2 separate regions of the Larimichthys crocea genome follow, and region 2 is linked to region 1. The links are chromatin contacts, called in public Hi-C maps. All regions are on one chromosome and are shown on one strand. Each heading gives the region's core, a stretch centred on a gene start, on an enhancer-like site or on the middle of the called end of the contact. The rest is flanking DNA. Distances are from core to core; before and after follow the strand shown.

The links. Hi-C and Micro-C count contacts between places; a contact is called where the count stands out from the background.
Region 2: a Hi-C map of muscle shows a contact between it and region 1, with 3 times the contacts expected there. The contact joins the promoter of cops2 here to the promoter of dut in region 1. A contact is called at or near these places in 2 of 7 Hi-C or Micro-C datasets (both in muscle).

What each region holds. Positions count from the first base shown.
Region 1 is chrVIII:1,944,852-1,951,708 of L_crocea_2.0, forward strand. dut (deoxyuridine triphosphatase) reads left to right here and starts at 3,461. Exons shown (of 7, transcript XM_019265644.2): 1 at 3,461-3,669; 2 at 4,359-4,515; 3 at 4,725-4,816; 4 at 4,928-4,972; 5 at 5,058-5,132; 6 at 5,879-5,949; 7 at 6,350-6,474. The coding sequence starts at 3,549. The coding sequence ends at 6,406. slc12a1 (solute carrier family 12 member 1) reads left to right here. Exons shown (of 26, transcript XM_019278480.2): 26 at 1-81. fbn1 (fibrillin 1) reads right to left here. Exons shown (of 58, transcript XM_027281288.1): 58 at 6,770-6,857.
Region 2 is chrVIII:2,114,166-2,121,022 of L_crocea_2.0, forward strand. It overlaps cops2 (COP9 signalosome subunit 2), which reads right to left and starts at 4,074. Exons shown (of 16, transcript XM_027281165.1): 1 at 3,976-4,074; 2 at 3,079-3,232; 3 at 110-236; 4 at 1-9. It overlaps dtwd1 (DTW domain containing 1), which reads left to right and starts at 4,091. Exons shown (of 5, transcript XM_010745351.3): 1 at 4,091-4,234.

The DNA of each region.
Region 1 (6,857 bases), core at 2,211-4,710:
AATGCTGTCAGTGAGAAACAAATGTGGTATAACTAAAGAAAAATGCATTCCTGACATTAAATTTAAAAATGTCAGAGGAAACCAACATTTAAGCTTTTTGCAACAAGCACAAGTACAGAAAAATAGTGTAATGTCACATATTATTGCATATACATAGAACTAAAACAAAATAATTTGGGTTTAGAGCAAAGTCAAATCACACGTTTTCCTAACTCACTCACACTGAGTGACTCATTGCCTGCTGCTGTAAAATAAATGTATATAGTAGATGTCTGAATTCACTAGTGGATATTTTTTTAGCATAAATGATTAACAGCATCTGGGTTTGATTCTTTTTTAAACATTCTTTGACCACCTTTCACCGAGTGTAAAATACACCGCTATTATAAAGCTGTTTACCTGTTCCACATTAAACTGTTTAAATATTTTTAATGTTACCGTCACAGCACACTTTTTGTTTTTAGGAAAATTAAGTGAAATTTAAAAAATTGTAATGCCAATTATTCTGTACATTTTATCCTTTTGTCTGTGTCCCTATTTAAATATATAATGTGATTACTTAAAATAAAAAAGTAATAAAATTGTGAGCAGTTCTTTTTCTTGTGTCTGTCATTTATTATGTTACGTATAATGTCAGGTAATTGTTTCTCCACAGAAATGTATCTGTGGAACGGGGAACCTGCTATTGTTAGTTGAGGTCCACAAGATGTATGTATTTTTCACATAACTTGAGTATTTTAATTTTGTAAAACAATTCAATTTTGGAAATAGAAAATTTTTTCTAAGTGTCTACATACTAGGGTTTTATATGTAAGTAAGTATAAAGTTAATGCATTTTGAAAGTTTAAACTAGCCAGCAGTATGTGAGATATTTAGACCACAGCTACTTCAACATGATTTAAAAGGCACATGGTCTGGAAAAATATGTAGTATGACCAAGGACGGTCATTAGAACATGAACGAAACAGGTACATATGTTAAGGAAAGTGATTTCTAAAACATCTTTAGAGTTAGAGGTCATAGACACATCTTGTATATGAGCATTGAATGAGAATCCTAATAGTCAACATCCTGAACGAGAGGCAGTAATGGACTTGGAGATCTGCCTGTATAGTCTCTTAAAAATTAACTAGCTGCATTCAAATGGATTTTGCGCACCATTAGTTTATATTATGATTTGATTATATAATCACATAATGAGCAACATGAATGGTTTTTGAGTGAATTTTGGTTATTGATTCCTTCTATTATCAGATAGTGGCTATTAGGTAAACTTCTCCACATCTAATCTATCACAAAATAATACAAGTATGATCTCAGCCAAGAAGTACCTTGTGTTTTAACTAGAAAAAGGCTAAACGCATCCTGTATGCCCTGTGGGATTAAATACTGTATTTTGACTGCTGCAGTATTGTACAGAAGTATTGTACAGCGGAGCAGGAGAATGTTGCAGAGAACTAATATGCTAGACTATTCTTTTGTGTTCTTGAGAGCTCATTACAGCATTATCAAGGGATAACAATGTTTTGGTATCTTGAGATCTTGAGAAAATTATTCCGTTATCTCGCAATAACGGCATTTATTATTTCAACATAATGACATAAATAACTCGAGAAAAATAATGAAATTAACTTATCACTCACTGTTAACATTTAGTTTTTGTTCATTTAATATGTAAATGTCATTACTCACATACAATCTATTCATGCTGTGCATACTGTATGTACTGTAACATCTACCAAATGTACTGTACATAACACAACTTGCATTACATTAGTACATAACGCACCATTGCACTATTGTCTGATTGTCTACAAATGTTACTGTTGTTGCTGTATATGTCTCATGATGCCATTACTTGCACTTATACTTTGGTTCTTCTTATGTAAAGTGTCTTTGAGTACCTTGAAAAGCGCTTTTAAATAAAATGTATTATTATTATTATTATTACTGTATACTTAGCAAACTTTTTTTGTGTGTATACTATATGCATCACAAATACTTGACTATGATATACTTAGATATACATACTATAAATAATATACTGAATATCAATATGTAAATAGAATGTGCAAAAAGATAAGGATATTGTATAAACATGATACATAATATCAATATTGTTATGGAATTTTCTATCCTTAGGTTACACAAGGTCACGTGTGGGCCTTGTGGTCCTCAGCAGTATTAATTGTTTGTCTTTGACTAGGTGCCAGTCTATCTCAGCACTGTGGTGGACAGGGACGAAGAGGCCTGTTGCTGCCTTCCTAGTCATAATAGATAGTTGCTGTTGATGTTCCAGTCTGTGTAAACAGACATCTGTCTCTCCAGACTAGAATGTGTTGACAATAACACCTCCATGGGTGAAGACATTCTCTTTGACTAATTCTGGGCGTATTGTATTTGTGGTGTTATCTTTGGGTTTAAAGTTTATCCACCAGCACAAGTTCGTCAGAACCAACTCAGGAACTTCTGATGAACTTTGAGAGTGTCTCTAATTCTCCTTGATCAAGCATCAATAAATATTACAGCATAAGACATCAGAGGCTCCTGAACACTTTCTTCCTTCCTGACCTCACCATTGACCTTTGACTTCAGCAATTTCTCCACAACAAATATGTTTTATATTTGCACATATCACATATGATATGAAGTATATGTTCCAGTATTTGGAGTGGAGTGTTAGTGCAAAAGGAGACTTCTGTGGCTCTGACAGAGGTAGATGAGTTATAAACTCTTATTGCGGTATCGGTCCTTAGACAATAGGTTAATTAATTAAGTCAAGTCAACTTTATTGTCAATGCTGCTATATGTACAGGACATAAGTAAAAGATGTAAAAAAAAATATGCTAACTAACGAACTGCTATGACGACCTAATTTCCCTTATAGATGATTAATAAAATCTATCTATCTATCTATCTATCTATCTATCTATCTATCTATCTGGCATTAACCAGAAGTGTAAAAAGTTTGCTAAGTATACAGAATAATAATAATAATAATAATAAATATAATAATATAATAATAATAATAAATTTTATTTAAAAGCGCTTTTCAAGGTACTCAAAGACACTTTCCATAAGAAGAACATCAAGACCAACATCAGTACCAAAGTATAAGTGCAAGTAATGGCATCATGAGACACATACAGCAACTAAAACATTAAATAAAATATACAAATCTAAAAATCTAAAATTATATACAAACTAAAGACATCCGTGTGGCAATATGGCACAGTGTAATGTAAACAGAATTGTCAGTATAAATATATGTATATGTATGGCTATGTGGTAGTGTGGACAGAATTAACAGTATTTACAGTACAGTATACACAGTGAGGTATATCAAGAAAAGAACATCTAAAAACTCAGCCAATATACAACTGACCAGTTTTCAAATCAATATAATTTAGAATAGATACATTTCTGTGGTTTGTGTAATCACAGTGAGTGGCTGTCAGCCAGGGGGAGGCTGACGTCACCGCCACGATCAGCTGAGAGGACGTTAGCGTCAGCGTGGCTAGCTGGTTAGCTTGCAGTCGACAAACAATATGACACGAACATTGCTCAGGCTGGGAGCTCTTCGGCTACAGTGCTCCTCTGTGTTTGATGCAGCTGCTCCACGTTTCTTGGCAAGAGACATTCACGCTCAGACGCTCAGTCGAAACAAAGGCAAGCAATAAGATGAGGATGGAAGACGTTACTGTGAGCAACATGTCGAGTGTGTGTTCACGTTAGCTTCGCTAGCCCTCGTATTCTCGTTTATGGCAGTATAACGTGTGTGTCGCGTACTAAGCCGTTTAAACACCACCAACACCACGTCTGCTGCTTTATTGTGGTGCAATGCGTAAGTAAAAGGAGGCTCAGTGTTCTTTTCTCTTTTATTTAGACGCTACAGCTGTTTCTGTTGCCAACTCTCGCGAGAATTCCTTCTCGGTTAGCAACGTGATGACGAAACGGTTGTCATAGTTACAGAGCAGACTTACTTCTTTGTAGATTTAGGTTTTCCTCCCAATATATTAATACAACGACAGTTTATAGTAGTGTAGCGACTTATATAAGTTGTTGGAGTTAATTGCACTTTATTTGTGCCATGTTTTAAAACGTTAAAACATGTTTTAAAAGTTATGTGTCTGTAAAGGAGGGGCTTATTTGGCGCAACCTCCCAGCGCGGGAGATTCATTCAAATTGCAGGAGCGCGAAGAAACTGGAGTAGTTGCTTTGTGTCTTTCTTTTAGCTTGCAGTAGTCAGTTGTAGCTCTGCCTCCTGCTTAGCACATTTAGTCTTTTAGTTAGTGTAAGTTACTTCGTGCACTTTTCTATTCTTAACTGTGAAAACTTTACCAACATGCCGGTCCTAGAAGTTACAGATGCTTCAGCAATTTCTCCATCGAAGAGGCCGAGGACAGAAACAAACCCTGCAGAGGAGAGACCCGTCCTCAGGTTTGCTAAACTGTCTGAGCATGCCACGACACCCACCAGAGGCTCGGCTAAAGCAGCAGGATATGACCTCTACAGGTGGGTTATACTTTTAATTTGATTGTGTTTTGAGTTCACTGACCTAATGTGAGCAGCTTGCATCAATCTTTCATACCACATCCTCTTTGTAGAAGTAGCATATGTTCATACAGAAGTTGAATTTACTGGATAAATGTTGCCACATACGAGTCTCATGTGAATATAATGCCGTGTGTGACAGCTAATTTTGATACCCTGCATTGAAACAGTGCGTATGATTACTCCATTGGTCCTCTGGATAAGGCCATAGTGAAGACAGACATCCAGATCGCAGTACCACATGGCTGCTATGGGAGAGTGGGTGAGTGTTTGACATGCTGATGCAAATCCTGCATTACAAGTTTTGCTCGGTGCATTTGAATTCATGCAAAATAACACGCTGTAACTGTGTCTTCTTATTTCTCCTTCTCAGCACCGAGATCTGGACTGGCAGCAAAAAACTTCATTGATGTCGGTGGTGAGTCTTACTTATGTTCAGTATCCACGTTTTAACCATTTGTCATGGCAGCCGTTTTAATTTCTCTTTAATGTCTCTGTGTCAGCTGGAGTCGTGGATGAAGACTACAGAGGAAATGTGGGAGTTGTGCTCTTCAACTTCGGCAAGGACACATTTGAAGGTGAGTTGTGGCATCAGTGTATCATCACTTCTTTATCCAAAGGTACCAGCAATTCTTTAACCCATGTTAATAATTAATAGGGCGAGACATTACTGTAGAGCTGTGCTTCTTTTTGAGCTTTTCTGCTGGAGTAGGATGTAAGGTTGGAGTGAGTTTTCTGATCTTTCACTTTAAATAACATTGAGAAAGTGTCATTCACAGTAAGAACAACATATCACGCTTAAATCTCACCTAAAAGTCAGATGCACATCTCTTAAAGATATATATTTTTTTGGCCTTTTTGAGCTTTATTTGATAGAGACAGCTTGAAGAGTGACAAGAAATGTGGGGGGAGAGAGAGAGATTGGGAGTGACATGCGGGAAAGAGCCACAGGTCAGAGTCGAACCCTGGGCTGTGCAGCAAGGACTGAGCCTTCGTGCATGGGGCGGATGCTCCACCAGCTGAGCTAAACGACACCCCAGATGCACATCTCTGATACTAAAACTAGAGACATCCTGAAACTGTCTGTGAAAATTACATTCTCCATTTCCGAGAACCCAAAACTGCCCAAAAGTAATTTAAAAATGACTTTAAATGTGAAGTGGGGATGCATTACACTTCAAATATTTGTCTGGAGCTCATTGCTTTCTGTGCAAATGTCATGAAAGTAATTTGCACAGATCAAAAACTGTATATAAATATCAACAGTGCAGATGTTAATATTAATAACAAGTGATTGTTTTGTCTCTTTCTGTTCCTCTTTCAGTGAAAAAAGGCGACAGAGTTGCTCAGCTGGTGTGTGAGAGGATCTGTTACCCAGATCTGGTGGAGCAAGAGGTAACTCAAATGCTGTATACACGCAGCTGCCAGTTTATTGGGTTCACCTCGATAAATATTAACAGTTCCGCAATAAATCCTACCTTCATCAAGGTTATAATGTTGAAACTATTTTAAAGAGTTTACCTAACTGAATACTCAATTTGGAGGCTGTAGTTTTGTAGTGCTGTCGAATTTTTATTGTTATACTGACAGGTGTTTTTTGTTTACCCCATTTATATTGGTGAGGGCAAGCTAAATAGCTAGTTGTACCCAATAAACCGGCAACAGAGAGTACTTTTACCTGTTTAAAATACTTGTGCAGACATCAGATTTTCCATTGGTTGTGTGGTTTCACTGAAGAAAATTTTATTTCATCAGATTAGTCAGTTAAATCAAAAATACTTGTGTTTTCTTTCAGACTCTTGATGAGACAGAGCGCGGTGCTGGAGGTTTCGGATCAACTGGACGCAACTGAAAGCTGCAATAATTAGAATGTATATGTTGAATATGTAGAGTAGGTGCTAATAAAGTTCTGATTTTGTAGTTTGGTGTGTCTGGTGTCTTTACTGGGAATGTCTCCTTCATGTTGTGATAAACTTTACGTCTGACCCTCCTCCAAGTAGTCTTCTAGATCTCCACATGGGGGCAGTGCAGGACAGGACAAGAGTTGCATCTCCTCCTAGCCAGTAAAGTAACCATATTAAGTTCAGCTCCACTGGAGATCCAGTGGCCAGACGGCCAAAGAGGGATATCTAACTTGAAGCTAGCAGCCGTGTTTAATATCACTTTGTTACATTAGTACTTCAGTCTGGATGAAAGGGGAAAGCACAGCAGTGAATACATATACACCAAAAAATATGTTTTTATTGTGAATTTACAACTAAACCCTCACTGATGTGAACAGAGAACACAGACTGGTGTCAGGC
Region 2 (6,857 bases), core at 2,824-5,323, 170 kb after region 1:
GCTTCATAACTGAAAATCATACCATGCAACTGTTGAAAAACTATGTCAAATATGAAACGTCTGTCAGTCTGAGCAGCACTGCAGGTATATATCATCACTGTGTGGTTACCTGAGATCCAGAAGGTCACCGGGTCTGCAATGTGTCTCCTGAAGCTGTCGTCCAATCACTCCTTTGATTCTGGGAATGTTCAATAAGATGCGGTGTTGACTGCGTGGGCCAGGCAGCCTGGATACACCTGAAAGACCATATTTAAGAAATTAGATTTTCATTTATCTGACAACACCATAGCACACAGAGGAACATCATTTATCGGTAACAGATGAAAAGTAGAAGTTTCTCTGTTAGTATGAGTGGGGGTGCTTCTTCCTCCTCTGCTCTACCTGTGGGGTTCCTCAGGGCTGAGTGCTCAGAGAAGCACGGCACCTCCATCTATCTTTTTGGAGACAATACTCCTGCTGTACCTCTTGCTAAAATGGCACCAACATTAAAAGACTGTTCCAAATCTTGCTAAACGAACTGAAAACTGAGGTGTTTTTTTGACGCTTCTGAATCCACCAGCATTCTTTGTAATATTGTTATGTATTTCTCAAAATGAACTCTTTATATCTACAGTAAAAGCCGGTCCTTTTCCATGGAGTCACTATGTTGAAGTTGAGTTATTTTTGAGTTTTTCCTACAAGCTTGGAAGGAGAGGTTGAGATGTGAGAGAGCATTCATTTGGTTGGTTACTGTCATCCTTTGTTGAAACCCTTTCCACGGAACCTTGGCATGGTTTTTGATTCTACGTTCAAGTTTGACAGATCATTAATGAGAGGCAGCTTTTAGCAAAAGTAAAACCTTCCTTATTATTCCAAGATTGTGAAATAATAGTAATCCATGCTCCCATTAACTTTTTTTTTTTTTTTACAAGGTTTTACAAGGTTATTAACTGGTTCCCGTAAGTGTGAGCATACTGTGTTTCCCCTGTACTTGCCTTCCTCTGCTGGCTCCCTGTCACATTTAGAGTTCATTTTAAAACCTTAATACTTGTCTACAAAGCCCTTCATTGATTATCTCCCTCTGTCTGAACTTCTAAACACATACACCCCATCTCTGGTCATCACTCTGGCTGGGCGGAAGTTCAGGGATGACCGTGCTGTTTCAAGTCTGTGGAAAAAAACTGCCCTACCACATCACATCAGCCCCCTCTAATGACTCATTCAAGGCATAGACAAGGCTATGATTGTATCTTGCTCTCTGCTGATTTTATTGTATGCTCTGTTGACCTTGTTTTCATCTGCCTTTTTTGTTTGTAAAGCACTTTGGTCAGTTCATGTTGTTTTATCTGCTATAGATATTAATTTGACTTGACTTGCCTTTTAATTCTATCTGGAATCTGCTGTCCGATGAGAAAAACATTCCTGAGATGCGGTCAGACAGTTTGTTTTTTCATTGCTCTATGTTAGACTAAACAACAAATAACAATGAATGTATTTTAATGATACAGTCAATACATTCATGTTAGGGGGATGCATCTCAACCATGACATTGTTGTCTCTGTCGCTATGTGACAATTTAATGCCAAAGGCAATAGAGAGCATAAAGACAGTGCAAAAAAACAATCAGGACAGCGTGCCTATGGATGCTAAAGCTGCACATTTAAAACATTCAGTTTTGGAAAGAAGAATCACCTTGAAACCATCAGATGATGTTTTTAAGCATGAACCTACGTTGTAGAGCGAAAACAGGCTCTTAGAGCCAGAGTAACGCAGCCTCCAGGGAAGACAGATGAGTCTGGTGTGGTTGATATGACTAATAATGATAAACTATGTTTCACTAGCATGATTCTGAAAGTAACCTAGCACACGGGATACATTTGGTAGATTTCTGAATGTTTGGTATTTTAATATCACAGACATCGGAAGGTCTCATTCGATACACACATCTGTTTGCCATGCGAGTCTGCACGTGATTGTTGAAAGCTCAGGTAACTTCTGGTATAAAATCTGTTTTTCATCACACCAAGAACATCTGGCTTTGAACAAGAACAACAAATTCGTATTAATATTCATATAATTTTTAGACTGGTTTTCCCTGAATTAACTACCTTCAGGTGGTGATCAGTCATGTCTGTATCTGTGAAACTTGCTAATGCAAAAAAACAGAGGTGGAGTGTGTAGCAGAGATAACAGGAAAAGAAATTCAACTACAAAAGTACTATCATTATACACTAATATTATGGGCTAAAAGGATTGGGATGCCCAGGAAGCGAGTATTCTTAACTCAGGTAAATCTTTGTAGCTTGCAGGGAGAATATCAGATGGTTAGGGACTGTTTAACATGTTTTACGACCTTTCATGTACTGTGGTTAATCAAGAAATGTAACCTTAGATTAAACAATATCGTTAATCATTCACAGACAGCTATTTTCTCTGGGAAGAGGAGTAAAGTGTTGTTGTGGAAAAATGAAAGCTCTTTGGATTAATGGACTGATATAGGATTTTTTAAGACCAATACTGATATGCTAAAATTTCACTGCTTACCGATATACTGGCCAATACAGTGATTTTCTGAGCTAGTATGAAAATAGACCTTTTCTGTGTGGATTTAGCATGGATATGACGATATAAAGATACTCAGAAAGTGGCGTTCCTAAACAGATAACTAGATAAGAAAGTTAAGGTTAAATATTCTTTAACATGTTTAATAATTAAACATAATTGTGAAGCAGCTGACGTTGCTGAGAGTTGCCTCCTCTCTCTTTGCTCTGTGCTGCTTGCCACAGTATTGTAAATTGCAGCGCGCTCTGCTGGATAAACTTTGCAGTGACACCAATACATTACCACAATAACCACTAAGTGGCAATGGCTGTGAAGTGAAGCCAATGCTGAAGTGCAAAAAAAACTGTAATTCCTCAAACGTCCACTTGAGGTTGGCTGCAGATTAAGTCAGCCTCCATAAACCCCCATGTTAAAATGTCCAATTTCACAGCAGAAATAAACATGTTTACAGCCTGGTAAATAAAACAGTTTTGGTCTCTATAGCTAATTTCCCCGTTCATGACAACAGTGCTGAGGGTGAATTTTTATATAACTCACCTGTTAAAATTATATCAAGGCTTAAAGTTATACAGAATTAACAGCACGGCCGCCTTGATGCTGTTACAGATGGGTTGTTTCAGCTGCTGATCGTCTTTGCCAGTTTTTAGATTAGCTGGGAGGTCGCTGAGCTTCACAGTGTCTCCACAGTAACCTATGGGTGATGTCACATATACAACAGCCATGTTTTATAGTCTTTTTTCTGCATTAATATCAGAATCAGAATCAGAAATACTTTAATAATCCCAGGGGGAAATTATTTTTTGTTACAATAGTCCAATACACAAACAAAAACAACATATGTAAACACGTAACCATCTAATTAGGAACACACACACACACACACACAACACATATTCTATAAAACTATTTATATTTTAAAGGTCCATGATATATCGATTTTTTTTTTATGTTAAATAAAAAAATCGCTATATATGTCATGTTCTACTTTGGGTAGTCCACCAAAGAAGTTTTATTTATAGGTTCATTAATGTTTTGTTGATAGATAATTGTAGATATTTGTTTTTATATATACATACAGTAGATCATTGAAAAACTTTCCAACTTTTTATTTATAATTATTTGAAAAAATTGCCTTTATTAAAAACATTTATTGGCTTTCTTATCACAATGAAAGTTGATGAAATGTTAATGTTTTATATGTTTATAATGATAAACGTAGTAACATTTGTTAATGGGAAGTTGTCATGAGAGTAACGTTAACCCAGCCGTTAACACTAACGGTCCTAACGGTTAACGTGAATGCGCCAAATTTAAAAAAATTAGCTTAAACGTCGCGGTTAATTTAAATACCTAACCCAGAGTCGTTATTATATGTTACATTAACAGTCACATTAGGTGTAGTTTACGTCCTTGTTTGTTATATACCGTCAGTACCTGCACTTTAGCGCATCTTCAGTCCACTAACGGCTAACGGCTGGTAAAGGTGGCGGAGGCTTTCCAACGGCACACGTTCGGAATTGGGTGCTGCCTAGCAACGGGTCGTAACTGACCTTAACAACCGGAGAAGAACCGGCATATCCGGCGTAGAGGAGGACGCACACGCTGCTGCTGTTGTTGTATATCATTGCAACTACATACTGGTCGACACGTTTCTGTGTTACGCTACAAAACTAGTGGACGACGTATTGCTGTTGTGAGTTATTTAAACTGACGCTTGCTTTCCTGTCAGCTGACCTAACTCTTGGTTGTATCTGCTAGTAGTCGAAGCTACAGATGTTTAGCGTGCTAACAGGAGCTAGCTTCACAAGCACGTTGACTGTAGTCTAACGTTAGCGACAGCATGTAAGCCTGTGTAAGCTGGTGTGTGTGTACAGGAGTGTACCGCCAGGAGAGAGAGGGAGAAAAAAGATACAGATACAGTGCTCTTAAACTATGAAATGCTAATTACCGAGTTGTGTTTAGCTCACTTGTCATTCATTCACTAGCCTTAGCACGGTAGCATCAGCTGACACTACCTGTGCAACGAGTGTCAGGTAAGTCTGCTGACTCTGTCAAGGGGCAAAAGTACTATAGCTAATGGAGTCCCTAATATTTCATCAACAACACTGTGGCACCCTTTTCTCTATCCAGCTGTAGACAACATCTGTACACATTATAGTTGAATTAAAGTTATAAGCAAATAAGGCAACAAACATAGGTAGGTAGGTAGGTAGATAGACAGTCAGTCAGTCCGTCCGGTATGTTTGAATACAATAAAAAATACAATAGAATAAAATGGTGAGGTAGAAAAAATAAAAACACAGAATGGGACAAAGACACTTAAAAACACAAGATAAATAGGTAGACACATACATGATGACCACAAGTTACCACAAGTTACGTTACATCAAATAAAAAAAAAATCGCTATATCTGTCATGCTCTACTTTGGGTAGTCCACCCAAAAAGTTTTATTTATAGGTTTATTAATGTTTTGTTGTTAGATAATTGTAGATATTTGTTTTTTTATACATACAGTAGATCATTGGAAAATTTAGTTTTCCAACTTTTTATTTATAATTATTTACGCATAATGCTTATTTCAGTGGATAAAAATGTATCACAGGACAAAGCACATATCACTGTTGATGTACCCTAACTAAACATTACAACAACCTTTTTTTTCAACATTTATTGGCTTTCTTATTACAATGAAAGTTGATGAAATGTGGTCGTCATAGCAGTCCAGTATGTTTGAATACAATAAAAATACAATCGAATAAAATACTGAGGTAGAAAAAAATAAAAACACAGAATGGGACAAGGACACAAGATAATTAGGTAGATATATCCACTCCAAACAAACAAACAATATTTAGGAGAGGCGTTGTGTAAAACTCCACTGCTAAAGATGGATTTTTGGAGCCTCAATAAATATGTAATTTGCTCTGTCTGATAGAGGACCCAGACCTTCTGGATCTGTGCGTTATATGTAGGCTGGTAAAAGTCAGTGTTTTGAGTGTGAATGGGAAAAAAAAACACTGTTTAATGATTGTGGATATAAGTAGAGAGATTTTTGATCATTTCACATTTAATTAAAAGTCAAATAAAGTCAGAAAAACCTTTACCACTGTTATTCTTATAGTATGTATTAAAATATTATGTTTATATCAGGTAAACAATACGACTGCTGAAAACAAACAATAGGAACAGTCATACATGCATGCATACTAGGGATGTAAAACAGTTAATCGATTAATCGGTTAATTGTCGAAAAGAATTTAATCGATTAAATTAAATTAATCGGGTTAACTGAATCTAGGGCCATTTTCCACAGAAGTTTTTTCAGTGAGATTTCATGGTGTCGCCAGTTGAGGGCGCCGTTGCTTAATCTAGGCCACAGCGAACGTACCTGAACGCAACGCGGCGACAGACCCGGAGTCATTTCAAACTAAGTAATGATGACAAAGACGCTCAGTGTAAACTCTGCGGTGCCACGTTTAGGTTCAGCAGCTCTACGAGTTCACTAAGATAACACCTTCAAAACCTGCAGCCGTGCTGACGCGCTAGCAGTTAGCATTATCCACTAAGAATTAAATACATGCTGATTGCTAACATGCTAATGCTATCTGCTCCTGTGTGTAAATGAACATGCTCAGCTCACTCGTCACTCTCAACATTTCTGCGGGAAATTGTTAAATAGAGGCCCTCTAATTTTCCTGTCACCTTCCTCAGGGATGATTGAAGCTGTGTTCAGTCCTACATGTTGCTGTAAGTTTCCAGGGCTAGTAATCTTACTGTTACCTTTCTCAGAACAAGAGAGATTATAAGTGCTGCTGCTAATGTTTCAAGTTTTTCATCTTAAGTACTTTACCAGATAATTATGTGTAGGCTTAATACTGTGTAGGCTAAGCCCATATTGTATAGCTTTAAAAAAATCTTTTATGTTGCTTAATGTTTCACATGCAACAGGTGAGCCAGTGCACAATTATTTTTTTGATGTATTTCAATTTTCTGTGCAGAATTTATTTTGGTTGAATGTCATATCTGTACCATATCCCCACTGGTACAATAAAACATTAGTTGAGGAATATAACATGCATTTTTTTTTATTCAGTATATAAGCAATATTTTTGCTTTATGTTAAAAGACACCGTGAGAAATATATGTTCTTAGGAAAAAAGCCGCTTATCAGTTAACCGTTACTCGACCGATAAGGTCAATCAACTAACGATTAATGTATTAATCGATAATTTGCATCCCTAATGCATACAAAAGAAAAGACAGACTTTATCCACTCCCTTCACTATATTAATGTTACCCAATGTCTCCCAACTA